Linked DNA regions of Hordeum vulgare: region 2 is linked to region 1. Evidence: chromatin contacts called from public Hi-C data. All regions are on one chromosome and are shown on one strand. Each heading gives the region's core, a stretch centred on a gene start, on an enhancer-like site or on the middle of the called end of the contact. The rest is flanking DNA. Distances are from core to core; before and after follow the strand shown.

Evidence for each region. A called contact is a pair of places that touch in the nucleus more often than the background predicts.
Region 2: a contact with region 1 is called in a Hi-C map of seedling, with 2.9 times the contacts expected there. The contact joins the enhancer-like site here to the promoter of LOC123438278 in region 1. A contact is called at or near these places in 2 of 6 Hi-C or Micro-C datasets (leaf and seedling).

Annotation. Positions count from the first base shown.
Region 1 is chr1H:372,807,722-372,812,023 of MorexV3_pseudomolecules_assembly, reverse strand. LOC123438278 reads right to left here and starts at 2,377. Exons shown (of 3, transcript XM_045115766.1): 1 at 2,223-2,377; 2 at 1-1,600. The coding sequence starts at 1,591.
Region 2 is chr1H:373,188,171-373,192,309 of MorexV3_pseudomolecules_assembly, reverse strand. No RefSeq gene overlaps it. Among protein-coding and RNA genes, the nearest start is that of LOC123438304, 140 kb to the right of the region's middle. Within about 2 kb of position 2,544, at least 2 of the 3 cell types and tissues checked have open chromatin away from gene starts, as enhancers often do. A contact at or near this core is called in leaf and seedling, where this site is marked.

The sequences.
Region 1 (4,302 bases), core at 1,128-3,627:
GGGACCGGGTTTTATGAAACGGCACTTGGACTACAACAGCTGCAACCTCCAAATGAGGATGAAGATCTTCTTGGGACCAAAGACAAGATACCGATGCATCTGAGTTATTCCTTGCAGTATTTTGCCGCTCCATCTGATTATTTCTCTCTAGAGACTCCCTAGAGATTGAATTCTTAACAACATTGCAGAATGGTGGTTGAGTGGAATCTGTACACTGAACTCTATCAACGGCAGAGCTCCGTCGTGCATGAGCAATGTCATACAAAACAAACTCGCTAGTGGCTGAGTTATTTAAAATACCATCTTCTTCAACTTCAGAGTACAGATAGGAAGACACATGCATCTGGCCAACAATTGGAGGCAGCCAACCGTGCCTATCCTTGGAGGTCCTTCCCACGGTACTTGATCGTTTGCCAACACTATGGAAAGTGTAAATCCAATTCAGCTCGTTTCCGGATTTCCAAGTGTTAGCGTAAATGGATTCTTCTGGACCCTTGGTACAGAACTCAAAACCAAAAGCACCATTGTCAGGATCCAGTTTAAGAACAGCATGCAAATGAGTAGGCGATGAAGTAACTGTGATAGGCCGGGCTTCCCCACTCGCCTGGCATTTAGGTGTGGGCGTTTGGTCAGATCTTGAGATACCACTCAACAAAGATTTGCGCAGTGCACTATCTTTTCCTCTAACTGGTGGATTACCACATTTTGCATCTTCCATTTCCATGAGGGAGGGATTCCTCAGAGATTTGGACTTCATGAAAGGATCCAAAATTTTCTTAAATGCACTAGATCGAGATTTTTTCTTGCCATCAACACCATGAACACTTTCTGATGGACATGTAGCATCACAAACACCCACCTTAGCTGACAAGGACTTGGGGAGATTACTCACTGAATCTATTCTGCCATGATTACTCCTATCAGGATGAAGGCCAACAGGAGGTTGGCAATTTGATATTGTACCTTTGCTACTGCTGGTTTCTAGCAAATGAGGAGTAGCATTTGCGCCGGGACACGTGGCATTGTCTTCTTCAAGCGATAACCCCAGGAAACTGTCTCTTACATCCTCTTTTAACAAATTGCAGTCCTTGCGTGGCCTTCCAAGCCTCAAGTTGTCATTAGGAACCTCACGCGAGGAAATATCCAGAAGCTCCCTGGTATCTTGACTAAATCCACGGGTTATGTTCATAGAAGACCTCGACTTGCATGAACTGCTCCGTTGCGGAACCAAGTAAGCTGCACTTGTGCTGGGCTGAGAGGACGAATCGATGGTCCCAAATGACATGAATGCATCTCTTTCGTGTATAGAGTCTAACTTCTTCCTCCCCTCTTGGAGTTTCCTTAGTCTGCTGACATCGCTGGAGCTCTGGTACATAGAACCACGACTATGCATGATGCTATCTTCTGGGTTTTCCTCGCGTCGTCTTGAAGGCAGACTCTTGCAATGAAAATTTGGGATCCTGTTGAGGCGCATTTCGCCCGAGTTTCCATCCGGGCATTTCAGTTGTGCTGCCCTGCTAGGACTCTCTGTTTCCTCGTCAATCGGTTCCATGGTCTCCTTGGCTACACTGGGCCGAGATCGGTTCCCCATTTAGGAAACCTGCATTGAAACCATAATACATTGCTCGAATCAGAACAGAGAAAATAGGACAGTGACATCAGCCCTAATCCAAGAAAAACATAGGGTACAACGCACCCAGTTATATGTATCAAGTTCGACAGTGGAGAAACATTTACGAGCTTGAGAGTCCACCCATCCTATGCATCAAATCCGTCCAAGAAAGAAAAATACAGTAATCGGAGTACATCCTATCTGCTTCCAGTGGAGTTTCCATTCATTCACATTCAACTTCAATACCTAAGTTTCAATAGGAACACGACAAGGCCAAGAAAATAAGAATCTAAATCTACTCTGGGATCACACATCACATTATCATTGAATGAGCTGAATCATTCGGGGAGAGGATGAACCCTCGCAGATGGGAATCGAATCCCACCACGAGGTCAGCAGAAAAGGAACCCCTCTCCCCCCACTTCTCGAAGAAACGCATCAGCAAACCTGCTCGCCATTAGTCCCTCCTAAAAAGTCCAACCTTGCGGGCCGGTCAAGCCCCGCCGCGCAAATCTACAGCCAACCGCCGCCGCGCCCGCAAGCGTCGAAGGGAAGGACAGGTATCGGCATGAATGAACCAGAAAAGGGATCGAGAGACGCCATTATTCACCTCGGAGCGGAGACGACGGGGAGCAGACCGGCGCGGCAGAAGAGGCAGTGGACTTTACTGGTCCGTCAGTCTCGCGCATCTGTCTCGTGTGAGTGAGGGAAAGATTCTTGGCGGCTGACGAAAATGAAATGGAGGTTCCGGGATCCTATTTTGCGCCTTCGCTGCTAGGGACGGGTGTGAAATACATGGAGGCATGGGGGCTAGAGTGTAAAGACCGATCCGCGGCGTTCTGGGCTGCTCCGTTGGGCCGGTGGGACACACCTTGTAGGCCCGTGTCAGACCGGGCCCAGATTTTTTTTTATCAAAAGGGGTTTTCCCTGCCTCATTTTATATCATAAAGAAAAAAGGTCACCATTACATAGCAGCTGACCTAATACTAGTATGAGCCTAGAAGAGAAAGTCTGGCCTAAACGGCTGCAAATTCTAACATACGAGAACAACGTTTATCCAACGCGGTGTTTAAATTTTTGTTACGCCACCATGGACTACAACTAAGGAAGGCCTCGCTGACAGATCAAGTTCATCTTCCATTCCTCGGCGATGGGGTCCTGACGCCTCTGGCCTCACTCCCATGCAATCTGCAACACCTCTCCACGCCGTTTGTTCAACAGAAGGATGCATCTTCTATATTAATATATACCATCTATATCAATATAATTTGCCTAAAAAAATCTATATCAATATTATCCCCCCAAAACGAACCTTTATCAATAGAGAAAAAGAGTTACGGATATCCAACAAATTTCACTCGTTCAATCGCACCTATCCAATAATCTACGTCACTGGTGTTTAGCGTTAACATGTTTAGCACAAAACATATTTAGCACCCTTCACTATCACTAGAGGGTGAAGGCCTCTCATTCAATTGAGAAATTTGGTTTTTGGTTTCATTCTTCATTTTGACTTGGTCAAGATTCTTTTTAAGAGCTTTCTCGTGAGGTGATCAATTTCAAATGTGGTTCACGGTTTTAATTGTTCAATGATTTCTTAAATCAATCGACATCAACCGACTTATAAAAAGATACCAGTTTCGTACATGCTCTTATCACGTGACAAAATATACTTGTCAACATGTGTGATAAAGGCAAAGTTGTTCCTGTCTTTTGATAAGATGGTGGTTATCATTTTGGAGTAGACTTTGACGATCCAACTACGAACGTGTGAGGACGTCGTGCCTTAGCAATCGCTAAACCAACTCCGAGAGGTTATTGACCACGCCGAAGCACGGTCAACCTGACCACGAGGGTCCGTTTCCTGCACGCAAACGAACAACAAGCAAGAAACTAAGATTGCAATCTGGATATTGCGAATATAAGTGAAAAGCTTTATTGATGAAAGTGGGGTTCTCTGACGCCTTTGTCTGGTCATGGAACACAAACAAAGAACGCGAAGTTGCAGCTATGGCGAACTTGTAATCAAAAAAACAAGTCTAAACGGCGTTCTAAGGGTTGTATATATGGGGGAATGGAGGAGGAATTCGGAGACCCCTTGGAGGAGGGGTCCGAAACCGATCCTAACTCGGTTTCCCCAGACATACGGACTCCAAAAATAGTCTATAATATGGTATTTCGAAATTACACGGGCCCGGCCCAAAAATAAGGTGGAGCGGCACCTATAATAGCCTATGGACAAAATTTATAAAGTGGCGTCATGAATATTTCGTCCAAGCCTTCATGTTTTCCTTATGGTGGCTTCAAAGTGCGAAAATCACCAGTACAAGCTTCATTGTTCTTTCCCGCGCATGCACCTTCTACTCCATGCTTGATCCCGCTCCAACAGATGTCCTTCTTGTCCATGCTAGGTCCTTCATTTATAAGTACAACACAAATATCTAACTTAGGCAGCATCATATATTCATGAACATTAGAAGGATTTCCAAGAAATGAAAGTACCTGGTAATTCAATTGGCGTGCGCAAGCTTTGGTAATTGGTCCAGCATGTATAGCAACTGGGGTTGTGGGTGTAACAATGGTGTTGATGTCCTCATCGTCCTCCCCTTCTTGAACTAAAGTCGTCTTCGACGGAAGCTCATCTTCCTCACCCAAATATGGCTTCAAATCTGCAATGTTAAAAGTGGGAC
Region 2 (4,139 bases), core at 1,295-3,794, 380 kb before region 1:
TATCCTAGATCATAGCCTACATCTACGCATAGTATGGCTCATGATGCCACTGTAGGGGAACACGATAGAAAACATCCGGTACTGTGAGCACGCCCAAGATCACTATGGAGATGCATACAGGGTTTTCGACCTGACCATTACCGACTCATAGCGCAGCGAAAGTAGAGTCGATGAAGATCGGCAGTGCAGATCCCGCAACTAGTATTTACAACCTCCCAACCGCGAGGATGTTCTCTATCGTCGGCTCCTATGACATCCCTTCGGGAGGCACTTGGACAGTCACTTAGACGATGTCACGGATAGCCCTTCGGACGGCACCCACAGAATCTCGTACGATCACTCGGACAGCCCTTCGGGAGGCACTCTCGAACTAAGAACGAAACTACAATCTCTCTACGGGGTTGCACATATACGATGTCAGCTATAATGGCAGAGCTTTGTCGTCCAGAACTAGTTCATGTCGAAACCCACACACCCTTTCACCTCGACGAAACTATTTCAGTGCTAGGGAGAGAGATCCAGATCATGCATGGCATTTGTATGAGAGTTGGAGTGAGTGTGGAGAGCTCCTATGTGCCTCTCTTTATAGGAAAACCAAGGGGTAGGGTTGGCACAAAAAATTACCAAAACACCCACACTTTATGCCACACATAAAGGGCATAAATGTCATAAAAGATGGCAAGCGAAGTTCCATGCTGGAGAACCGCCCTCGAACGTCCAACACCTTGTGCCCCCCCCCCCCCCAAAAAAAAGGGGTTCCCACCCTTCCGTGCTATCCCTAGATATTTTGGGAAGATTCCCTTTAGATATTTTCCTCAAAAGCAACCAATTAGTGCTTTTCACTATTCATCAAAACATTTTTCTGCGTCTGAAAAATCTAAAAGTTTTTCTATAGGCCTAGAACATGTCAAGTACCCACTAAAATAGATCTTGATGTGTGCCTAATCAATGATTTTCTCTTGCAAAAAGCGACCAAGAAATTTTCTTCGCCTCCAGAACATTTCTGATTTTTTTGCTGTAGAATAATTTCCAAAAGTCCCCAGAACAATTATGGCACTTCCGAAAAGTTCCGCACATATGCCAAAAACCTTTTTGGCTTAATGGTTTAGTCCAAAACAACATTTTAGTTTTACCGAAACTTTTTCGGTGTTCTCTCCGAAACCTTTCCGTTTTCTCCAAAGCTTGTCCGACGAATTTCTCTCATATTCCATGTCTAGTATTCAGTAGAGAGATGACCCTTAAGTGTGTGACCCTATAGGTTCGGTGAAGTATATAGACATGACCTGGAACACTTCCCGATCAATAATCAATAGCAAAACCATGGACACCCATACTGATCCGTGTACCCACACAAATGAATATTCGACCGAACCTGTAGTTTGGTGTCTGCTATAAATGTTGCTTTGTGATATGATACAGACACCTCAGGTGACACTTGTCGGCATTCCCATGGATCAACAACTTGTCCACTATGTCAGTTACCTCGTTACCATTTTTGTTCATTTTTCTCGTTTCCGTATTTCGGCATCCTGGTGATCAAATCACATTGTGTCTGGCGAGACGACGATGTATACCGTAACACCGAGAGGGCCCTAAGAATATCTTCCATCGTCGGAGGAGAAAATCCCAATCTTGAGCTACCAAGTTACATGTCATACTTTTGTGTGAACCCATAAGCAGTCGTAATAGCCACCTTGTCACAGATGACGTTTAACAAACCCCAAAGTTCACGAAGTAAGTACAAAGGAACTCGGTACTCTCTTGGTCTAAGGAATTTTGCAAAGTTAACTTTTTATGTGTTATAAAGCATTTACTTGTGACCAATATATCTCATAGCATAGCATCAATTCGGTTTGATTCAACACAAATGTTCTTCTAACATTGTGCCCTCAAAGTTGTCAGCATAGTCTTGCCCATTACGAGGAAAACAAGATCATCATGAAATACTTGTGCTAGTCTTAAAGGCATAACTAGCAATACATTTTACCATTTATTATACCACACATGCACATGAATTTTCCTCCGAGCCTCGTGGTTATTGTACACTCAGGAATCATTGCACTTATAGCATGGAACATAAACATTCGTTACAAACTTGAAGATACAAAATACCTATTATTATTGCCTCTAGGGTATACATACAGTCAATCTTTTAAAAAGATCGGTCGACGGAGGCATAGCAGCGTCTCTTTTTAAATGCATGTTTAATACTCTCAAATGTTTGATTAACATTTTTAAAAATATATGATCAACTTTTTCACACACATTTTATATTTGTCATGTACACCAGAAACATTTTCTCTATACATTTAATATTTTTCAAATGCTTGATTACATTTTTCAAATGTTTTACGTAAAGTCTTTTAGGTGATATGTTTCTTAGAATATTTAGAATTATCAATAGAAGTAGAAAAAATAAAGCAGAAAGAAAAAAAGAAAGATCAACTAAAAAACGAGGTTGTGGCCTCCAGTGCACCTCGCGCGGCCCACCTGGAAGTACTCTTGGCGCGATGGTTCCCTAATTCTCGCCAATCCACGGCATGGAATCAAAGAGGCCCGCCCATATCATATCAGCTGAAAAATATCCACGAATTAGAGGTATTTATGGAAACATCCTATTCTTCGCTCTCTATGAAGCGGTGTCATGTCAGGGCTTCACATAGAGAGCGGGGAGGGGAGTGATTTTTGCAGCGCCCCACTTTTGGGAAGCTTTCGAGCCGATCTTTTCCGGTTTTGGGAAATTCTAAAAGGTTCCTAAACCGGTTTTCTCACTTAATTTTTTCTTTATTCTTTTATGTTTCATTTTTTTTCTTTTTTTTGGTTTCAAAAAATGTTTTTGGATTTACAAAAAATGTTTAGTATTTTCCAAAAAATATTCTGGATTTCAAAAAATGTTTTGTATCTTCAACAATTTTTTCTTAAATCTTCTTAAATTGTTCTAAAGATTCAAAAAATTCTCGGTTTCAAAATTTGTTCTTAAGATTCAAAATATGTTCCTGCTTTAAAAAATTGTTCTTTGTTTCAAATTTGTTCTGGTCTTTTTTTAAATTGTTGTTGATTTCAAAGTTTTGTTCTTAAGATTCAAAAAATGTTCGTGCTTTCAAAATTGCTTGCGCTTCCAAATTTGTTCAAGACTTTTCAAAATTCTTCTCGTTTTCAAAATTTGTTCTCAAGATTCAAAAAATATTTGTGCTTTAAAGCTTTGTTCACTCTTTCAAATTTGTTTAGGGATTTTCCAAATTGTTCTCCATTTTAAAATTTAGTTCTCAAGATTCAAAAAAATATTTGTGCTTGAAAAAATTCTTCGCGCTTCCAAATTTCTTCATTTTTTTCAAAATTGTTCTCCATTTTAAAATTTTGTTCTCTAGATTCAAAAATGATCATGCTTTAAAAAATTATTCGCGTTTCCAAATTTTTCAGGATTTTTGAAAAAAGTTCTCAGTTTCAAAATTTGTTCTCAAGATTCAAAAATGTTCGAGCTTTAAAACTTTGTTCGTGCTTACAATTTTGTTCGGGGTTTTTCAAAATTTTGTTCTTAAGATTCAAAAAATGTTCGTGCTTCCAAATTTGTTCAGGATTTTCCAAAATTATTCTCCGTTTCAAAAAAAAAAAATCACGATTCAAAAAATGTTTGTGCTTCAAAACATTGTTTGCGCATCCAAAAAAAATTCCAAGATTTTTCAAAACTGTTCTCGATTTCAAAATTTGTTCTCAATTTCAAAAAATGTTTGTGCTTTAAAAATTTGTTCACGCATACGAATTTGTTCGGGGTTTTCAAAATTGTTCTCCATTTCGAAATACTGTTCTCAAGAGTCAAAAAATGCTCATGCTTTCAAAAATTGTTTCCGCTTCCAAATTTGTTCACAATATTCAACATTGTTATCGGTTTTAAAATTTGTTCCATAGATTTCAAAAAATATTCGTGCTTTAAAATTTTGTTCGCGCTTTCAAATTTATTTTCCATTTTAAGAAAATGTTCAGGTTTTTAAAAAATGATGGGAAATTCGACATTTCTTTGTTTTCATAAAAAAGGAAAAAGGAAAAGAAATAAAAAACGAACTAAAATGCTAAAAAGGAAATAAGAAGAAAAGGAAATAAAGAAACAGAAAAGAAAAAAAGAACTCGGCCGGCCTAGTCGG